Linked DNA regions of Mus musculus: region 2 is linked to region 1. A link is a contact called in public promoter capture Hi-C data. All regions are on one chromosome and are shown on one strand. Each heading gives the region's core, a stretch centred on a gene start, on an enhancer-like site or on the middle of the called end of the contact. The rest is flanking DNA. Distances are from core to core; before and after follow the strand shown.

Region 1 (3,678 bases), core at 235-2,734:
TATGCCTAGATTGGGCAGATCTATCACTATACTAACTTATTCTCTAGTTATGAGACCCCTTGCTGCTTGCAGCTTCTCCGGGCCATGTGCTTCTGCTCCATATTGGCTTCCACCTCCTCCTCCTCTGTCTTCTCTCCTCCTCCTTCCTCTGAAACCTCCTGTCCCACCTTTCCCTTGCACTGCCCAATCATAGGCTCTAGCCTTTATTTGACCAGTTAGAATGGGGAAAAGGTCCAGTGAGATCAACAGAGTCCTTGTCAGGGGCAGGGTGGGGACAACAACTCTCGAGGAAGCAGGATTAACATCAAAATACAAACATCACCAGGGCAATCCACACCAGCAGGCTAGTAAGCAATGCTCCTCCATGGCTTCCACACCAGTTCCTGCCTCCAGGTTCCTGCCCCAACTTCCTTTAATGCTAAGCTGAGATGTGGAAGTGTGAGCATCACAAGACCTCTCCTTCCCTAGTTGCTTCGGGTCGTGGTGTTTAGCACAACAATAGAAACAGGAGCTAAGACAGTTATTGCTGAATTTTTTCTTACTTAGCCTTATTTATTAAAGGAATACACATTATCTAGGGGTTGATATTACCTTGTAGCTTTTGCCATCCTCTGGGGTCTTAGAACACATCTTCGATGAATAAATGGAGAATCTAGCAGTGGTGACAGTGACAACAGAGAGACAGTGTGTAGTGAGGGCTTACACTGCCCTAACTTACACTGTGCTATGATACGCAGTCTTTTTGGCGTTGTGTGCACAGTGTCTCAGTTCCCACCCATCCTAAGTACTGTGTGTACAGCGTCTCACTTCATCCTCTGTGAAGCAGAAAGCATCCCCATCTCCACTTTCAGACAAGGAAACTGAAGAACATTAAACAACCTGCTGGTGTTCGTAGAGCAATGGGCAGCTGGGCTGGGGCCCAGACTCAGAAGCCATACCCCAGACTTCACAGTCTTCATTACAAAGCTATGGTGAGACCTTCTGCTACATGGGTAGGCAGCTGACTGTGTCTACACAACAAGTCAACTCCCAACATATCCTCAGGACAACTGAAAATTCTGCACCAGAGAGTGGTTCCCTGTGGATTCACAGCTAGCCCTGAATAATTAAATAATTTACATTATTGTTAAGACAGGTGCTTTTACTGTGGCGATAACCAGAGACTGAATATAATATGCAGGGCACTGGAATAGACTCTAACAGCCACAAATGTAAGAAGATTACACCTAAGCTGTATTTATGAATATTTAAAAGTCCTTAATAACAGCAACTGAAAGATGCTAACATTTTTTTTAAATGGGCCATGTTATGTTTTACATTTGGTTAAAAGAATAGCTGCTATAGAAATAAGATGACCAGCTCTTCCAGAATATACAGCAACTGTCTCTACTTTTGTGGTGCCAGGGTTAGGAGATTTACGGTAAAGCCATGTTTCTAAGGAAGTCAGTACAAAAAGCCAGACTTCTACAGGCAGTTTCTGGGTCAGATCAGTTTACCATCCATCGCAGTGCCTTACGGTTTCTCCAGATGTTCATCCCGAAGAGGCTCCAAAAAGGCTATTTCTCTGCTTACCCTGTCCCTCTGGTGTTTGGTGGGGTTGCTAACGGGCAAGGTTTAAATGAACTGAATGTCATCTCAGAGTCATGGAAAACAGGGAACCAAAACTCAAGCAGGCCCCCTATTTTCGTTGTGAAAAGGGACCCAACTGGGTCCCCGTGTGCCAGAAGTGTGAAGCCTGTGTCTTAGCATGGAAGATCTTTGCCACCAAAGAGTGGTTCCGGAGGGTCAACGACATATCCCAGAGGAGATTTCTAGTCAGCATCTTGGGGCAGTTAAATAGCCTGTATTTGTTACAGTATTTCCAGAATATCCTAGAGACCACCCAGGGGAAGGACTTCATCTACAACAGGTCTCGGATCAAACTCAGTAGGAAGGGGGGGAAGGAGGAGGAGGTTGTAAAGTCCTCCTTGAACCAGATGTTGGATAAAACGGTGGAACGGAAGATGAAGGAGATCCTCTACTGGTTTGGCAACAGCACCCACCGAACTAAGGCAAATTATACTCTCTTGCTGCTGCAGATGTGCGACTCAAATTTACTGCTCACTGCTGCCAATGTGATCAGAGTCCTGTTCATGAAAGAGTGGAACAGTATTTCAGGTGAGAGCAGAGGGCCCCAGAGACCAGACACAGGCTTGGAAGGGGGCATAGGTGCAGACAGACAGGCTTGGAAAGGCAGAGGCTGCCCAGAGGGCTGGTATGGGACTGTGAACCTTATCCTGACATCCTATCACTTACCAAAGGAGGAGCTGCTGAGTGGTACTTCATTCTAGAAAACTGTCCACTGAGAAAAGCAGAAGGAAGGACAGAGCTTTCACCCCGGCACTGAACAGTATCCTGCCTGCCTTGGGCCCAGATCACTGCAAACGGGTGTCACTTCTTCCTTGCACTAGGGTAGGAGGGATGTGACAGGGAAGCTGTGTTTTGTTTCTTAACTGCCATGGGCAGAAACCAGGCCAAACAACAAAACTTACAGCTTTAAAAAAGTCTTATCTTACCATGCCGCTTGCTTAAGCATGAAACCAAATCTTAGTAAGATACTTTAAGAGGCCAAATGTGGCTAAAAGTCCAAAATTGCCCAGGGTACTAGTTTATAAGCAATAGTTTGCACCTGAGTCTCCAAACAGATTAGATTAACAAAAAAAAAAAAAAACCAGACTGTGGTCCTCTGCCAAAGCCTGGCCTAGCAGCTGGTCTGAGACCATGTCAAGCTGTCTGTTTCTGGCTATATAGACAGACATTGCTGGACCCAGCGGGGAACCTTCTTGGTCCTGGGTATTGACAGGAAAGTGTTGAAAGTGTTTGACTGGCTGGTTCTGGACAGCAAAAGAAAGCAGAGGAGAGGTCTGAGACCTGCAATTAGGAGAGGTCAGAGGTCAGAGGTCAGAGACCTACAAAGGTCTAGAAGGTTTAGCCAGAGGTGGGTAAAGAGTGGGAGGGGTGGTCTCTAGGGGGAATTTTCAAGTTTGAGCTCTGAAAGGTGAGTAATTCCTGGTCCCGAAGGATATTTGAGTTGTGGTCAAACTTGTAGACTAATGAGTCCCTCCCTGCTTCACAGATAGGGTTTGCTTTTCTTGGCTGGCTTAGAAACTTAAGCCCTTTCCTCCTCAGTCTTCCAAGTCCTGAGATTACAGGCATGATTTTTAAAGGAATGCCAAAGCTAGGTAATCTAGGATGCAATTAGATCCTTACACAGGAAACCGATTGGTTTCTTTAGTTTTGGGGGGTTTTTTGATATATTTATTTGTATTTTGTGTTTTTTCCTATGGGTATGTATGTGCATCAAGTGTATGTCATATGCCTGTGGAGATCAAATGAAGGAGTCAGAACCCCCTGGGACTAGAGTTACAAACTGTCCTGAGCTGCCACCTGAGTTTGAGGAGCCAAGCCTCAGTCCCCTGCAAGAGCAGCTGAGCCATCTGTCCAGCCCCTCTCTTTGTATCTTTGGTATCAAGGACGTAAAGGGTCACAGGGACACTTGTGAAAAAGCGAGAGAATCCAAGGGTACTAAAGCTAAGATTAGTTAGTGTGCGGCTCCCTAAGTCTGGGGAATATGGTTACCCAGCAAGGCAGCAGAAAGCCTGCATCAGCCCCCAGCGTCCTCCACTGCAGTGTGCTCTA
Region 2 (3,675 bases), core at 864-3,363, 320 kb after region 1:
CTGGAGCTCACTTAATGTCGGAACACACTCCATTTCTTTTAATGAGCTCCGATTTAGTCTTTTAATACATAGCTGCATCAACCTTTATTGACTGTCCCAATTGATAGGAACTGAGCCTTGCTTTTTATTATTACCCAAAATGTTTCTACCCACATTCTCATGCACAGATATTGATGAATTTGCCCTTATATTAAATTCCCGGTAAGGAGAGTACCAGGACAAAGTACAGTTATATTTTTTAAAAACTTAGTTGCCATAACAAGTTTCATCTCCAGACAACTTACAGCAACTCTGCTTGAGGGTCAGGTATTACTTTCTGCTCTTGACTCTTGGGTTTCATTCGACAAGAAGAGGGAGGCTACAATAAAGATGCTAGAAATGGCTTTTCTGTCACTAGTTACCTTGGAAGGCTTGGATGGCCCTTCCATCCTGGGACAGTCTCATTGCTGACCTGTCTGCTGCAGTCTGCTGAGCCTGATCTAGGATCTTATGCACAGCAGATTGGGTACTGGGGGATATGGTGTCCAACCCTAAGCACTACATGCCATTCTGCATTATGCAATTTTGTCTTAGTCTGACGTTGTGACAAATACTTGAGCCTGGGTACTTCATAAAGAAAAGAGATTTATTTAGTTTGAACTGTAAAACTGGGTAATCCTATTTGTGTTGCCTATGGTCATGGTCCCACAGCTGGACCACATCCTGTTAGAAAGGCAAATGACCACATAAAAGGGGGAGGGGTGAGTATGTAGTATGGCCTTACTTTATGGCAACCAGCTGTCTTGAGGGCTGATCACCGATCATGACCAGCATTTTGTTGGTTGACACGGTAATGCCTCAGGAGACATAATCACCTTCCCCCAGACTCTACCATCTAAGGTTCTGACACTCTGAAAATTGCTGTTCTGGGGCTCTGACCCTTTGGGAGACACACCCAAACACACAGAAATCTTTAACCACCTGCTCAGAGAGCACCTTGAGCACAACCTGGCTGTAATTTCGCAGAATTTTTCCTTCCCTAACCTTCAGCACTAAGCTTGGAAGGAGCAGAGATTGGCTTCTAGTCCACAGGGCAAGGATCTCCACCAGATCACTCCTCGGTCACACCAGAAAATAGCACCCTGCAGATGGTACCAAGCAGATAGCAAGAAAATTTACATAAAACAGCCAAGAAATTTTGGTGAAAGTTGAAGAATCTGCTGTTCAAATCAAGATTGCTCTCTCATACCCCCTTATCCCAGTTCACTGAGACTAAGAAAACACTAAACTGTAAGAGCCAAACACAGGGCTCCACCTCCCAGCATCTAGCCAATGAGCTTTCTTCCCTGGGGAGCTGGTCCTTGGCATCTCTCATCCTACCCTCCTACCCACTCCTGAGATCCAGCCCCAGCTTAGTACAGTGTGAGATAGGGCTTCTTTTTCTTAGGCAGGCTCACCTTTTAGGCAAAGGCACAGGAACTCTGCGCTATGATTACTGGGTCCTGCTCGTTCTTGTCCTGTTTCAACCAGGAAGACAGAGCCTCTAACTGAGAGCAGTGGGCTGATCCTTTGATGAGAGAAAAGCTGAACTGAGCATGACCAAGGCATGAGGTAGGGAATGATGGATTCCCTGAAGCAAATAAGGAGCTCTTAGGAGCTGTTTCCAAAGCAGTGCCTTCCCTCAAGAAATGAAGCATTGAGATTTTATGCTGAGAGTCTAAACAATTGAAACAAAGCATTGGTGGGCACATTTCTGAGCATGCTCAGTTGGTTACATCCTAGCTCACCCCTCTCAGCTTAAAGGTGTTAATTTAAGAAGATGGAGAATGGTTTTGTTTCAGGTTCTTATAATTAGCTCAAGATTACAGAACACTGTTTAAGATTAAACTACAGTGGTGGACCTAATGCCTCTGGATAGCCTCATGTCATGTCGTGGGATGTCATGTCGTGGGGATTTAACCGAAAATAAATAGGAAGTCTCATTGAAGACATTAATATAGGAGTTTGCCCTTCAAGGCCCCTGACTCAGCATTGATGAGGAGACATTTGAGGGAAGCTTGCTGCTGCTCTTACTCCAAACGCCAGAGCCTTGGCTCCCAGAATGCCACGGCGACGGGAAAATGGGCCAAGGAGCAAACAGCTCTTAAACTGTCCCCAAGGAAATGGCCATTTGCCTCAGAGTGAAGAAATTGAAGTCCAAAGGGACTATGAAGGAAAAGGAAGGTTATGGCAAAGACATCTGGGAATAATCCAAGATGCAAAGGAAACGTGGGCACCCTGGTCCTGTGAGGAAAAACCAAACTCACATACAGAGAGGGGGGCTGTGGGTCTGAATCCAGCCAAACCCTGACAATGCAGAGTGTTCTTTCAAAGGAGTCAGAATCTGGGTGAGTTCTTTGTAGAACAATTTACGGCCCAGGACATCGTTGGAAACAGTAGTGGGTTCATTTGGTAATGAGTAGAATTTGACAAGTGGGTGTGGTAAGGGACAGAGGAGAGTCCTTCCAAACCACTGACAACATGGGCGCCTATGGACACACCCAAGCTGTGCCTCTCTGAAGAACACTGGGGGTGGAACATTGTGGTGGTAACTTTCTGTCACTGAAAAACTGGCTTATTTGGGCCCAGTTTCCGAGGTTTCTGTTCATGGCTGGCTGGATTGATTGTGACTAGTCCAGGCCTTTGCTGAGGAAGAATTATCAGGGCAGGAGAGTTGTGCAAGAGGGTTTCAGGTGTGGGTTGGAGTCTTGGAAACCTGCTGAAGTATCCAGGCTCATGTGATCAGCAGCAAAGAATTGGACCAGGGACACGTGGTTAGAAGTAGGACTAGAGGTAGTGGCTTATGAATGGGAGAACATGCCTGAGAATGGGGGCTGGCCCAGAAGACTGAGGGGGAAAGCCCAAAAGTTCTAGGCTACAAGCCACATGATGCTGTGTAGGATCCCTCCACAGCACCTGCCTCTTTAGCCATGTCTGTATGCTGCGGATTTTCTTGAGTATGCTCCATGTGTTGTATGAAACAGGTGAGAAAGGGCTTCTGACCTTTCTCTACCAATTGGCTTCTCTTTATGTTAATCTTGATAATAACTTTCTCCCCACACCCTCTTGCCACAGGAAGCAAAGAAGGAGAAATTGGAGACAGGGGACAAGATATATCCTTTAAAGCCATAGTACCCATGACCTCTTTGTTGTAACCAGGCCTCACTTTCTAATGGTCCAGATAGCTGTGGATTCATCTGTGGGCTGATCTATTGACGAAGTTAGGGCCCATATGGTTCAGTCACCCTCCAATAGTGCCACCAACTGGGAACTGAGGCTTCAACACATGAGGCTTGTGGACTGGGGAATGATGACATTTTATATCCAAAGTACAATAGGCAAGATACAGACTCATCAAAATAATTCAGCCAGTCACTAAATAAACAAACAAGGAAACAATGGCCAGAAGCTCTAAGTGGTGAAAGAGTGGGCTCTCTACTCACAGATTCTATAGTATACAAAGAAATATCTAGTTTCTCACATATAAAAACTACAAGATGTGAAAAGGAAAGCGAGAAGTACAGCTCGTGCAATGCACTTTGGAAATAAAGCTGGTATGTGCATAGTAGTCTTTTCGTGGGGAATAGTGGCCCGAGACCCCTAGTGGACACTCGAAGGCATTACCAGACTACTGTATCCTATGCTGTTCTCTCCTGT

Evidence for each region. Promoter capture Hi-C pulls out the DNA fragments that hold promoters and counts their contacts.
Region 2: a promoter capture Hi-C map of embryonic stem cells shows a contact between it and region 1, with 2.1 times the contacts expected there. The contact joins the enhancer-like site here to the promoter of Fbxw10 in region 1. A contact is called at or near these places in 11 of 39 promoter capture datasets (the 3T3-L1 cell line, the C10 cell line, cranial neural crest and 6 more), 1 of 15 datasets of contacts at CTCF or cohesin (the NIH/3T3 cell line), 3 of 115 datasets of contacts at active chromatin or transcription factors (all in embryonic stem cells) and 3 of 9 other capture datasets (adipose tissue, liver and macrophages).

What each region holds. Positions count from the first base shown.
Region 1 is chr11:62,845,639-62,849,316 of GRCm38.p6, forward strand. It overlaps Fbxw10 (F-box and WD-40 domain protein 10), which reads left to right and starts at 1,485. Exons shown (of 13, transcript NM_001033669.2): 1 at 1,485-2,157. The coding sequence starts at 1,644.
Region 2 is chr11:63,161,673-63,165,347 of GRCm38.p6, forward strand. No RefSeq gene overlaps it. Among named protein-coding and RNA genes, the nearest start is that of Pmp22, 32 kb to the left of the region's middle. Within about 2 kb of position 2,114, at least 18 of the 459 cell types and tissues checked have an H3K27ac peak or open chromatin away from gene starts, as enhancers often do. A contact at or near this core is called in adipose tissue, where this site is marked.